Linked DNA regions of Mus musculus: regions 2, 3 and 4 are each linked to region 1. The links are chromatin contacts, called in public Hi-C and HiChIP or PLAC-seq maps. All regions are on one chromosome and are shown on one strand. Each heading gives the region's core, a stretch centred on a gene start, on an enhancer-like site or on the middle of the called end of the contact. The rest is flanking DNA. Distances are from core to core; before and after follow the strand shown. Region 1 has its middle 65 kb from the start of Thsd7a. Region 2 holds the start of Tmem106b (transmembrane protein 106B). Region 3 has its middle 17 kb from the start of Tmem106b. Region 4 has its middle 48 kb from the start of Tmem106b.

Region 1 (2,922 bases), core at 255-2,754:
TTGAATATGCATTTACATCACCTACCCTGCTGGATATCACAGCTCAGCAACACAATGCACACTTTATCATTTTATAACCTCATCAAAGTAGAAATGACTGAGAGCTGGCCACTGTGGCTGGTTTTTCTGTCCTACATTGCACAAGAGAATCATATTACATATTCTTGACCAGGAATATGACCAAAATTCAAAATATGATTTCAACTGAGTGCATGACATTTTTTATACCATAGTCAAGTGATAAATCTATTAGTCATGCCATAGTAAGTCTGGAAACTTGTATACTAGAAAAATAAAAGTGCATTTGATATATTTCGTTAAAACAATCAGAAGGGCTTTGGGGTTTGTCTGAAGATTAAGTATTAAAGAAATTATGACATTATCAATGAAAGCAGATCAGTGCACCTTGGAAATGGCAATTCAGAAAAGTCATTGAAGTCAACAAGGATAAGAAAAACAGAAATGGGCTGGAGAGATAGTTCAGCAGTTAAGAGCACTGACTGTTCTTCCAGAGGTTCTGAGTTTAATTCCCAGCAACTCACGATCATCTGTAATAGGATCCATTGCCCTTTTCTTGTATATCTAAGTGTACTCAAAAATAAATAAATAATTATTTAAACAGCAGCAAAAGGAAACAAGAACTAAAAAGACTGCTTGATAGGTAAGAATGTTTGTTGCATAACCATGAGGATCAGGAGTTTCATCCCAACATTCTTGTAATGACTGGTTCAGTGCATGTATGTAGCTATGCAACCATGTAACCCAGCATTGAGTGACATAGAGACAGAAGGCTCATCAGGGATTGTTGCTTATGAGCTGAGCCTCCAGCAAAATAGTTCCAGGCCCCTAAGAAATAAGGTAGAAAGTAAAAAGTAGGACAGTCCACTCATTCCTCTGGCCTTCATGCATATACATGTACACATAAACTTTACACACATACTCACATATACTTACACACATGGGAAAAAAAAAAAAAAGAAGAGAACCAAAATCAAGTATGCCCACTGCTGGAACCTGCCTCTTTGCTGTTCGGAGCAATGCACGTAGTCACCCTGCTATTGGACCCCAAGATTAATTGGCGGGAATCGGGCCCCTTCCCCTGCTTCATAACTGTGTGTGGAACAGTAAAATTGAGCTTTGATCAGAATGCCTGTCTTAGCTGCATTTCTTTCTCTCACCTCCTAGCCCCTCTTCTCTTCCAGGTTTCCAAAATGCCTTTCTATGCCAGAACCCAGGCTGTGATCTGCTGGCCGGACACAACACATATCGAAAGGAAATAAAACTTGAGACCTGTGATTCATGTAATGTATGTCAAATAGCCCAGGCATGCCCGAGTCCATCTTGAAGCTAGGTTACCCAGTTGTAAAGATAAGGGAAGGAATGCAGGAACTGGTTCTGACTATTTTGGCTGACTCATTGACCATCTGGCAGCCCAGCACCTCCTGCTCACCCCCCACCCCTTTTTATAGAGAGCATAGTTAAAAGCTGAAACATTAACCAGATGCATTGTCAACTCAGATAAGCCCCTGACTTTAGAATCCTTATACGCCCAGGCCTGCACGTACTATTCTGCTGACTCATAATCATGTTGCTGATGTTTGAATGGGCCAATCGTATGTAACCATGCCAATTCTTCCTAGCCTGTAATCCCTACCCTATAAAAACCCCGAGTTTTTGAGTCTCAGGGGCAATTCCTCTGTCTTCTGCGTGAGATATGTATTAACCCGGAGCTCCGCCATTAAAGCTACCTCGTGCTTTTGCAACAAGGAGGTCTCTCGTGTTTCTTTGGATAACCCTGCGCCTCGAGACTTGAGTGGGGGGGGGCTCCTTCTTGGGGTCCTACAATATTACTGAAGTTAGCAATGCAAAACAAACATTTAAATGCTGATCTAAGAAGTTCTAAAAGTGGTACAACTAAAGCTATGAAAGATATCGTGGCTAACATAGAGGATTAGAATTTATCAAAAAGAACAAAGCTTTGAAACTATGCAAGTTGATATGATCTACCAATGAGAAAATACATACAAAAAGAAAAGTAATGCAGCCTTGAATAGTTCCATATCCAAAAAATTTAAGAAAATCCAAAGTTTGGAAATAAAAAGAACAGAAATTACCAAACATTATTTACCCTAAATAATTCATGAAGTCTTAGAGTAGTAGCACGGACATAATGTGGAAGAGTAAGTAGCTGTGCATTCCCCTGTGCTATCACTGCATTACAAAAGTATCCAATGAAGTATAAAAAGAAAGATTGGGAAGTATGTATATGTATATTTTCCATATTGTTATATTTTGAATCAGACATTGTGATTAAAAAAGCAAAACATTTCTCATTTTTCCCAAGAAAAAGCTGAACCAGATGACTGAATAATTCTGGTAGAATTAAACTAGAGATTTAATTCTGCATGCACATCACCATGGCCGGCAACCTTTACAAAAGGACCACACCAGGACTGGGAATGAAAGATAAGAAATACGAGTTTAGCTGGAGAGGTGTGCATCTCTCTTCTAAATGAGGAAAAGGTTACCTAAGCCTGAAGTATGACTGTGAGCTGTGAAGATTAAGTTGGTCTCTGCATTGCTGAGATTTAGCTTCACAATACTAGGCTGAAACTGGAGAGGGAGGGTGCTGATGGGTGTGCTTCCTGGGAAACACGGAATCCGCACAGTTCTTACCTCACAGACAATAAGAAAGTCATCACCATGAAATCACGTGACAATACAGTATCAGCAGAACAAGGGCATTAAGGCCCTGATCTGGAAGATCCAGTGCACAGACACTTTGGAAGCTGAAGTTTTAGAATAATTAAAAGAAATGTTGCAATACAAGAATATTAAGAAAGTGCTAAGTATGCTAGTCAATCTAAATAAATTAATTGTACTGTGTGAATGACTGACAATTAATAATTAGAAAGAACACTT
Region 2 (2,922 bases), core at 136-2,635, 260 kb after region 1:
GGTTGCTGCCATGTTTCCTGCCAGGAGCATAACGGGCTAAACCTCTGAAACTGTAAGCCAACCCCAAATAAATGTATTCTTTATAAGAGTTGCCATGGTCTACTTCGAAGCTATTGTTAACTCTATTGAAATCCTAAGAAACTGGTTACACACTGCACACAACTTTACTTTAGAATTCTCATTATAATTTAGGATGAATCTCACAGAGTGAAATTGCCGGACCTAAGGAGGTGAATGTTTTAAATAGTCTTAAAACATCCTGCTTATGTAGATGGAAAATACACAGCTCTCACCTCAAAAGGACAAAGAGTTTATTCTAAAGCCAATATGAGGAACCATGACCTGAAAACAAAGACTTGGGCTATTCCAAATACCAATGTCCCAATGTGATAACAATTTCATGAAACTTTTATATACATAGAAGATGGTCATAAATCAAAATACTTTCCAAATACATACAAGGCAGTTTAGAAGAGCGGGACAAAATTGGGAGCTCCTCGCCCAGTGCAGTTGCTTTTTTCCAGTAGAGAAGGAAAAAAAAAAAAAAAAAAAAGAAAAAGAAAAAAAAAAAAAAACACAATTAAGAGATGCTTACTTCCCAGTTATAACTCTGTTAATTTTCTAGGAATTTCACCAGAAACCCCATTTATAGGGAAGCTATTAAACTCCTTTAGCAACCGCATCTGTTCTTGCTTTCAATTTTATCTTATTATAATCCCATCCAGGAATCTTATGAGCCACTTAATACATCTTGATTATCAGGAAGACAGAAAAGAGGTCATAACAACCTTTGACTATAACACTGGCGAGCCACTAAAATGAGCCACTGTAGCCTCAACTCACTGTAAATTATGACTGGACAATGAGGTGCATGGATTGGGACACTCCTTTAACAACTCACTTGGTCATGAGCTTTGGGGTACAACTCTTATTGCATGCACTGAATAATGTGAATTTAAGTACAAAATCAAAACAAGATTAAACCAAGGCGGGGGCGGGGGTGCGTCTTCCCGGTGACATTAATTTCTAAATGAAAACTCAATAACAAAATTCTGGCCTGCAACTCTGCCAGAAATGTGCACCAACCGGCTCATTCTAACCCCAGGAAGGAAGTTTTGTGTCTGCAAATCTAGACTTGAGAACACGATCGCTCAAAATTGCGACGGTGCACATTCCTCCCCTTTACAAAAGGAATCAGCCTGGTGGAGGGGAAAAGGGAAAACCGATTATTCGTAAGCCAGGCGCAATTAGTACTATTTTGAAACTTTCCAGTCTAGAGAAGAGACAGGTGACAAAACCAGAAGCTTTCACCCTGGCAACTTCCCTTCAAACCGGTGACAGTGCGCATGCGTAGTGTCCATTCCAGGGCCTAGCCCCTCCTTCCTGGGGCGAACTGCGCAAGCGCACGCGCAGGCTCTCCCGGTACGGAGCTCAGCTGATGCAGTTGTTGTGCTACCCCTCCCCCGCAGCTCTCCCGGCTGCACTCTACCGGCGCTCGGCCCGGCCCCGGGACCGGGACGCTGTGACCCTGTCCTGCGGCCCGCACGCACCGGAGCATCCCGGGACCGCGCAGCACTCCGCGTGCGGGTGAGCGACCCGGGCCGTGGGGCCCACGTCCCCTGCCCGAGCGGTGAGGGAGGCCGCGGCGAGCCGGGTGCGGGGTTGTCACCGCGGGGGCCTTGGCTTCGCTCCCGGGGTGGCTCGGGCGGCGCCAGGGCCCTTGATCTGAGCGGCCGAGTAGCTCTGGGGCTTGACAGTTGTAGTTGCAAGGTGACTCGGATGTTGATTTCTTCCGGGGGTTTGTTTGCCTGTGATGCCCTTTGAAAAGCGCTCGTTTCCGTCTCCCTTGAGCCCCTCAGAACTAACCCCAGGTCTGCACACAAACAGGTGACACATCTCAGTTGCATGCGCTGCTGAATTTATCTTTTTCCCAGTTTCTAGAGCATCTGAGAACCGTGTTGAGTTCACAAGACCGCGGTATAAACATTGAGAGCCCGGGGAGGAGACGAAGGGGATCTACCACTCCCTTTAAAAACCTCAAGTAAGTTTCCAAAATGACAGGGGTTACACTTGTCAATAGCCTCAAGAAAAGCTAAGCAAGAAGGCTAGGATTCAAGTGACTGCTTAATCTGGTGTGTACCCAAACCCACCTTCAGCAGAATATGTCAAGGTTACTGTGGGTCTGAGTAAGGCAGCCAGCGGAGACCAGAACCACTTAGCTGTCCCTAGCCTTTTGCCATAAAGGCTCCCATTTGTGGGACACAGTTTTCACCCCTGTGATGACACCACGTGTTGTCTAGTGTCAGCTGATTCTAAACCACCCTGTGTACTCCAAAGCTTCCAAGGTCACAGTGTAAGGAGCCGGTACTGATTACAATTCACCCCTGTGCACCTGTGGCTGCCAAGTGTTGGCTTGGCTCTGACTCGCTGTCATTGAGCCACAGTAAGATACTGTGTGTGTGTAAGTCACAATCACTGATATTTCTGAGCTATGGTACACAGTGTGTACACAGAACTTCTGAAAGTATATTTATTCATTTTTTTTTACTCCTTTTCTATATGACTCAAGTTTTTAAATTTAATATTGCTGTCTACACAGTGAGTGAATTCAACAAGTAGCATTCAGATTTTGAAAAGCAGATATGAATTTCCTTCATCTGGGGTGACCTGAATCACTTAGTATCATTTTATTTTTTAATGAAAAATATTAAATTAAAAGTAGTATCTGTGATTGTGTAGTTCGTATTTTGAATCTGATAAGTGATGGATAACCGCAGGGAGAATGGAATTGTACCATTTAAAATTTTTGTTTGCTTTTTCTATTATTTTGTCTCTCAGAAAACCGGCATGTTGTATTATGTGGCTTTTCATGTTCTTTTCAGTCATGTACTTCTAGGGTTTTATTGACAACTAAAGGAGTAT
Region 3 (2,922 bases), core at 226-2,725, 240 kb after region 1:
AACAGATTCTGAGACCTCAGCTCTCCCCGGACTCATTCTTCAAATCCACAGGGCTCTTCCTAAGTTCCAGGTTGAGGATATGTTGATTCTCCACCTCTGAAGCATTACTATGCCTCTGTTTGATGTTCTTTTCCAAAGAAGCACGTGTCAGGCTCCTCTGTTTCATCAGCTCTCTACTGAAGTACCAGTGAAGAACCTCACAAGAATTCACATAAATTAATAATGTACTCATCTTTCTTTTATTTTTTGCCCTGACTCTCATTGTTCTGTTGAGCTTGCTACTGTTTGACATTTTTAGGGCAGTCCTCTGTTTTAACCAGTTTGCCTGCATTCCCAGATGTGTAAGCTGAGTGGAGTCAAGACCCACCCCTGCTTATGTTTATTTTCCTTTAGTCTAGAGCAGCCCTTAACACAGAGATAATGCTCAATACCATTTGATAAGTGAACAAATGGAAACACTTTGGATTAATTCTTAAGCTCCACCCACTGATTGGCATGAAACAATGAAAGCTAAATACTTATAATAGCAAATTTTATTCCAAATTATGCTTAAAATATTTCTTTAGATTCTAACTACCTATTGGATAGTCTTGAATTCCCTGTCCAATTCTGCTTTCTCCTGTAAACAAAGGTGTTTAAGGATGAGAATAATAAAAAGGGAGTTGTATATTATTTTTTGAAATTTAGTATGTATTTTTCCCAGAACTGTCTCTAGACCATAAAATATTGAATAGAAACTCAAGTTAACTCTGGATTTGAATGAACGAGGACTTGAGTTAGGATCATGGAAAGGCCTGCCCTGGAGTGTGGGGGGGTGTACTTTGTCCAATTCCACCAAAGAAGCTTCTGTTTCCTTTTCCAGCTGGTATCAATTGTAAATAGCTTTGTGGCTAAGGTACAACTTCGTGCTCACTACTCTATGGGATTTTGTCTGGTTTGAACCTGTGCAGAGCTGATGCATGCTATGTCACAGTCTCTCTGAATTCATCCATATGTGCTTTGGCCATGTTGGATTGGAGTCACCCATCACTTTTGGTTCTTTGGCTCCTTCTGTCTCCTGTTCCACATAAAGCCCTGAGCCTCGAAGGGAGGGGTTTTATAGGACATCCCATTTAGGGCTGAGCACTCCAAAGTCTCTCACTGTACAATGTCTAGCTGCAACTCTGCGTTAATTACCATCTACTTCAAGAAGAAGCTTCCTCATGAAACGGAATCAGGAAACTTACTGCTATAGTTCTCATAGATTCCTGACCAAAAACGAAACAAAAACAAAAACAAAAAGAACAACAATACCCCTCCAAGATGTCTTTACAGAATGTACTTTGAATGGTTCTTCCAGCCAAATTCTGGAAATAGAAATAGAAATGACGAAATAGGTAGAACCTTCCTGACACACGTTGTTTATCCAAGGCTTGTTTTTCTGCCTGCATGCTCTAGTTATTTATTACATACTAATGCCTGATCTCTTGTGAAAGTCTCACCTTGTTGGAATGTCAAAGCTAGAAGTGATCTCTGTAATTTTCCATTAGTCATTGGGTAGTCCACTCTAGAAAGAGATTACATCTCTTGGTTTGCTTGCTTGGCTGGTGCCAAAGTCTGTTAAATGTTCTCTATGTATTGTTTACTTTAGTATTTGTGACTCAAAGTAGTTCTGCCAAGTACTCCATGAGTTCTACAAAATATGTCAGTAGAAATGAGTCAGCTGATATCACAGGAATAATTATATTAAACAAAAAATTCAAAAAAAAGCCATAGAAATGTAGAAAAATGCACTTCCAAGTAGGCAATTAATTCAATAATAAAATAAAGAACTGGTGACCTATTGGGTCCATGACATTAGCTAGGAAAGATGATTAATCAGTAAAAGAAGTGGGGGAGAGCACAGTCGGAAGATAATGAGCACATTCCAAGCCTAAAATGGAACAGAAATGAACTGCAGTGCCAAGAACAGTACACTGAGAAGAGCAGAATACTAGATCTGGTCATTGCTAGCGTTGCCAGCTGTGTGCTTTCCTTGTCCAAGGCATGAGGACCCTGATGCATACATACCCTTCCTAGTGAGCACTCTGGCCTATAACCCAGGGTAAGATCCCAGGGGGAAAGCTGCAGTAAATTTCATCAGCTGTCCAGAAAGGCACACTTCTGTGGCACTATCCCTGCAACTCTGTGCAACAGGAATCTCATCCCTCTACTCCTGTATTCTGCAGGATCTTCTAAGTCCTTTTTCAGACTAAGATTTGCATGGCATGTTGCTTTATCATCCATACCAGATTTAAAACTACTACAAACTCTATCTGTTCTCTGTAATCAGTGTGAACTTATTTTCTGTTCCTAAATTCTGTATGTTATAGAAATGCCTGTTTTCCCTCAGTACCCTTGCTCTAGCAGAGCTTAAAAGCGGTTTAGAAAGTGGATAATCATAAAAGAAGATCTACACACTAATTTTCATGATATTAACTACATATATTGGATTATGTGGTTCTTCATAATTATCATCAGATCAGGTATACAAGAAAAATGCATCTATTTAAACATCACCACCATCAACTCTTCTCATTACTCATCTCTTTACCTTAATTTACTTTTCAAAAAGGTCATTTCTTTCAGGTTTAAAGTATGTAATATTAATATTTATTTCAAACTCAGTATATTAGGTATGGTTTTTATGCCAGTAATCTTAGCACTTGAGACCTGTGTTATGAGGATAATAAAGTAGAGGCCAACCTGTGTTACATATCAAGTCTGAGCCAGCCTGACCTACATAGTAATTTCCAGGGCAACCTAGAATATACATGAGATCCTGTCTCAAACAATAGAAGAAAATTCTGTCTGTCATTAGTTTCATAGAACAAAGCTGTTGGAGGTGTCTTTATGATAAAGATACATACACACTAGAAAATAATTTAAATGTTTATACAGTTC
Region 4 (2,922 bases), core at 304-2,803, 210 kb after region 1:
GCTCTTGAAACAGTAATTTTGTGACACACAATATGCAAGTGACATTATAAACCAATTATTCAATTGGCAGCTGTGGTAAAGCCGTCAGGAACTGACCAACAGGTAGCAAAATTACCTACAAAATTATTCTCTGGAATTTTTAAAAATATGAAAGCCATAGTTTCTACATCTGTAAATGAAAACAAAATATCTACTATTTCTGAGAACTGGAGAAATGGATCAGCAGAGAAGAGTTCTTACTACAGCTGTACAAGACCACAGTTTCTTTTGCAGCACAACAGAGGGCAGCTAGCCACTGTCATTAACTCCAGTTTCAGTATGTGTGTGCACATGTAAGTGTGAGTGTTTCTGGAGTGTAAAAGAGTGTATCAGGTGCCCTGAAAACACAGAAAGAAGGGGACGGGGGGGAGTGGGAAAGGGAGAAGGAGAGACAGAGACAGAGAATGAAAATAAATCTAAAACACATGTGTTTTTATTCTTTCATTGACTATACTTTCATTTAGACCCAATGCTTTGGAAATATAATATCTTCATAGCACTAAAATATTTTTTTTTGCTTGTTTTTGTGGATTTTTGCTCTCCTCTCTGCTTGCCTGATTTTCTAAGAATGTCTGACTACACTGCCCAGGCTGTGATTTTATCCTGCAGAGCCTCCTGAGTGCTGGGATTCTAAGTGTGTGCTCTCCCTCTTGGTTTTGTACTCTTACAAAGTTTATTACTAGCTCTGGTACTTCTATAAGTAAAATAAACTCTCCACATTCTAACGGTTATTATTTTAGCCATTTCTAAGCCTGTCCTGCACTGTCACATAAGCTGCATAACCCAGGTCCCTTTGTGTTCACATCTGAGGTGAAACAAGTCACAAAGAAAGCAACTTACCTACATTCATAGTTGAAACCCGTTATTTTGGAATCTTTCTAGAAAAGACATTCCCAACACAATACTTATTAAAATTCAGGTTTTCAGAGATACCGGAGTGCATTGCTAGGTTTTATTAAATATTTAATGCCACCTGGCATCTGGCCCTATTCTGCCTTCACCTTTTTCTGTCATGAAGAAAAGTTTTAAATGAATTGTCCTCATTAAACAAGAGAGGGTTCTCACCGAAGTTCTTGAATTTTCTGCCAGTTAATCTCCACAATCATTATTTTTAAGTTTCCAAACATATATTTCTTGCTTAAAAAACAAAGAGTGAGCATGTGGTCAGAAAGTAAAATAACTTATTCTCCAAGCATTTTAACGGGGAGTGTAATGTCAGGCCTGTAATGCTATTAAACAGAGGCCAGCGCCTGTTCACAGGGGATCTGCTCTGGGTGACGCAATCCATCATGCTGCCATTGTTTGACAGTCACAGAGGAGGAGGAAGACCTAAAAACAGCAGATGAACATTTTTTTACCAAATGCACAGCCATTTGCAGAAAACCCCATTCGGTGCATTTTCCCTGTGTCATTCCACATGTTAGAATAAAAGGGAGATTATTTTCCATAGTGATTATATCATCTGCAGTATGTGGTATTTCTGAAGTAGAGTGGGATGATGCACTAATGATTTGAATCCCGTCACTCTCCCTGCCTCTTCCTGTCTGAGTCAGTGCTCTGCTGCCAGACAAGTGTGTAGCTCAGATGATTGATAACAAAATCCACAACCTTTCACCTTCAAGTCACTGGTTTGAAATGAAGCTTGTTGAACAAGGGGAGACATTTCTTTCCATTGGCAGCTCATCACAAGCTGCATGGAATGAATGAGTGGTCTCTATGGCAGCTCATCACAAGCTGCATGGAATGAATGACTGGTCTCTGTTTGCTTACTGGACCTGAAATGATAGCTACTTGCACTAAGAAACACATTGTGCCATGAGTTGAGCCTCAGCTTTTATACTAATGTTCTACATACTGACTGTAAAGCTAAGACATGGAATTAGATCAACATTAGGCTGGAACTTTTCTGCATGAGACTAACTTATTTTTATTGTTTTCAATCATATATCATTAGTACTGTAGATATTTAATAATTAAGACAAAAATTGGTAACAAAAGTAAATATGATATTTAGTCTTCACCTTTTTAGTGCTCAAGACCTGGTATTAAACAATTGGAAATTCTAAAATTGTTATTAATTTTAACTTGAAAATTAATGTTTTAAAGGTAAATACAAATTTAATTTTTAATATTTTGTTTCATTTTATGTGTATGGATGTTTTGTCTACATGTAAGTCTACACACTGCACATGTGCAGTGCTTTCAGAGACCAGAAGAGGGAATCATAGCCTCTTGGACTGGAGTTACAAACCACTGTGAGTTGCCATATTGGTGCTGGGACTGGAACCTGGGTCCTCTGAAATGACAACTAGTACTCTTCCCTGCTGAGCCATCTTGCCAAACCCTGAGAAGGTATATTTTGAAGATAGTCTGAAATATATATCTTCATGTGCTCAAATGACATGGGTTCTAGTGGGTGAGTGGTTCAAAATAATTGTACAAATTGGGGTTCTACCTTCCCAAAAACAATTACAATACATAAGGTAGAAAAAGAAATAATTGTATAGATAGTTTAAATATATATGCTATTGGAAGTAGCCTCCTTTATTTAAAATATAAAGAAAATCTAAAAAAAGATTAGCATCAGCATCAGGACTACTGACAAACATTCCAATTGTCCTTTCTGTCAGGATCTCGAGTTCCATACTCCCAGGGGTTCGGCAGTTTCCTCGCTGCTGTGGTAAAATGGAGACCTGACAAAAAGGGCATGAGGGAGCAGAGACTTATTCTAACTCACAGTCTGGAAGTTGTGGAGCATCAGGGTGGGAAAAGATGGCAGTTTGAGGGTCATGGCCTGTAGAGAGAAGATGGTCAGATCACAGTGGAATGGGAAAACCCACAACTACCCACAACAGAACCACCAACTGGGGTACACCTTCAAAC

The links. A called contact is a pair of places that touch in the nucleus more often than the background predicts. HiChIP or PLAC-seq counts read pairs in DNA pulled down with a chosen protein or histone mark.
Region 2: a contact with region 1 is called in a FOXA1 HiChIP or PLAC-seq map of pancreatic cancer cells. The contact joins the promoter of Tmem106b here to the enhancer-like site in region 1. A contact is called at or near these places in 2 of 39 promoter capture datasets (the 3T3-L1 cell line and 3T3-L1-derived adipocytes), 2 of 484 Hi-C or Micro-C datasets (the AtT-20 cell line and embryonic fibroblasts) and 3 of 115 datasets of contacts at active chromatin or transcription factors (bone marrow-derived macrophages, embryonic stem cells and pancreatic cancer cells).
Region 3: a FOXA1 HiChIP or PLAC-seq map of pancreatic cancer cells shows a contact between it and region 1. The contact joins two enhancer-like sites. A contact is called at or near these places in 1 of 15 datasets of contacts at CTCF or cohesin (the NIH/3T3 cell line) and 2 of 115 datasets of contacts at active chromatin or transcription factors (embryonic stem cells and pancreatic cancer cells).
Region 4: a contact with region 1 is called in a Hi-C map of the N1E-115 cell line, with 4 times the contacts expected there. The contact joins two enhancer-like sites. A contact is called at or near these places in 1 of 15 datasets of contacts at CTCF or cohesin (the NIH/3T3 cell line) and 5 of 484 Hi-C or Micro-C datasets (3T3-L1-derived adipocytes, the HPC-7 cell line, the N1E-115 cell line and 1 more).

The regions. Positions count from the first base shown.
Region 1 is chr6:12,812,522-12,815,443 of GRCm38.p6, forward strand. No RefSeq gene overlaps it. Among named protein-coding and RNA genes, the nearest start is that of Thsd7a, 65 kb to the left of the region's middle. Within about 2 kb of position 1,505, at least 48 of the 459 cell types and tissues checked have an H3K27ac peak or open chromatin away from gene starts, as enhancers often do. A contact at or near this core is called in the N1E-115 cell line, the NIH/3T3 cell line, embryonic fibroblasts and 2 more, where this site is marked.
Region 2 is chr6:13,068,374-13,071,295 of GRCm38.p6, forward strand. It overlaps Tmem106b (transmembrane protein 106B), which reads left to right and starts at 1,386. Exons shown (of 9, transcript NM_027992.3): 1 at 1,386-1,587; 2 at 1,935-2,041.
Region 3 is chr6:13,051,051-13,053,972 of GRCm38.p6, forward strand. No RefSeq gene overlaps it. Among named protein-coding and RNA genes, the nearest start is that of Tmem106b, 17 kb to the right of the region's middle. Within about 2 kb of position 1,476, at least 58 of the 459 cell types and tissues checked have an H3K27ac peak or open chromatin away from gene starts, as enhancers often do. A contact at or near this core is called in the NIH/3T3 cell line and pancreatic cancer cells, where this site is marked.
Region 4 is chr6:13,020,133-13,023,054 of GRCm38.p6, forward strand. No RefSeq gene overlaps it. Among named protein-coding and RNA genes, the nearest start is that of Tmem106b, 48 kb to the right of the region's middle. Within about 2 kb of position 1,554, at least 26 of the 459 cell types and tissues checked have an H3K27ac peak or open chromatin away from gene starts, as enhancers often do. A contact at or near this core is called in the N1E-115 cell line and the NIH/3T3 cell line, where this site is marked.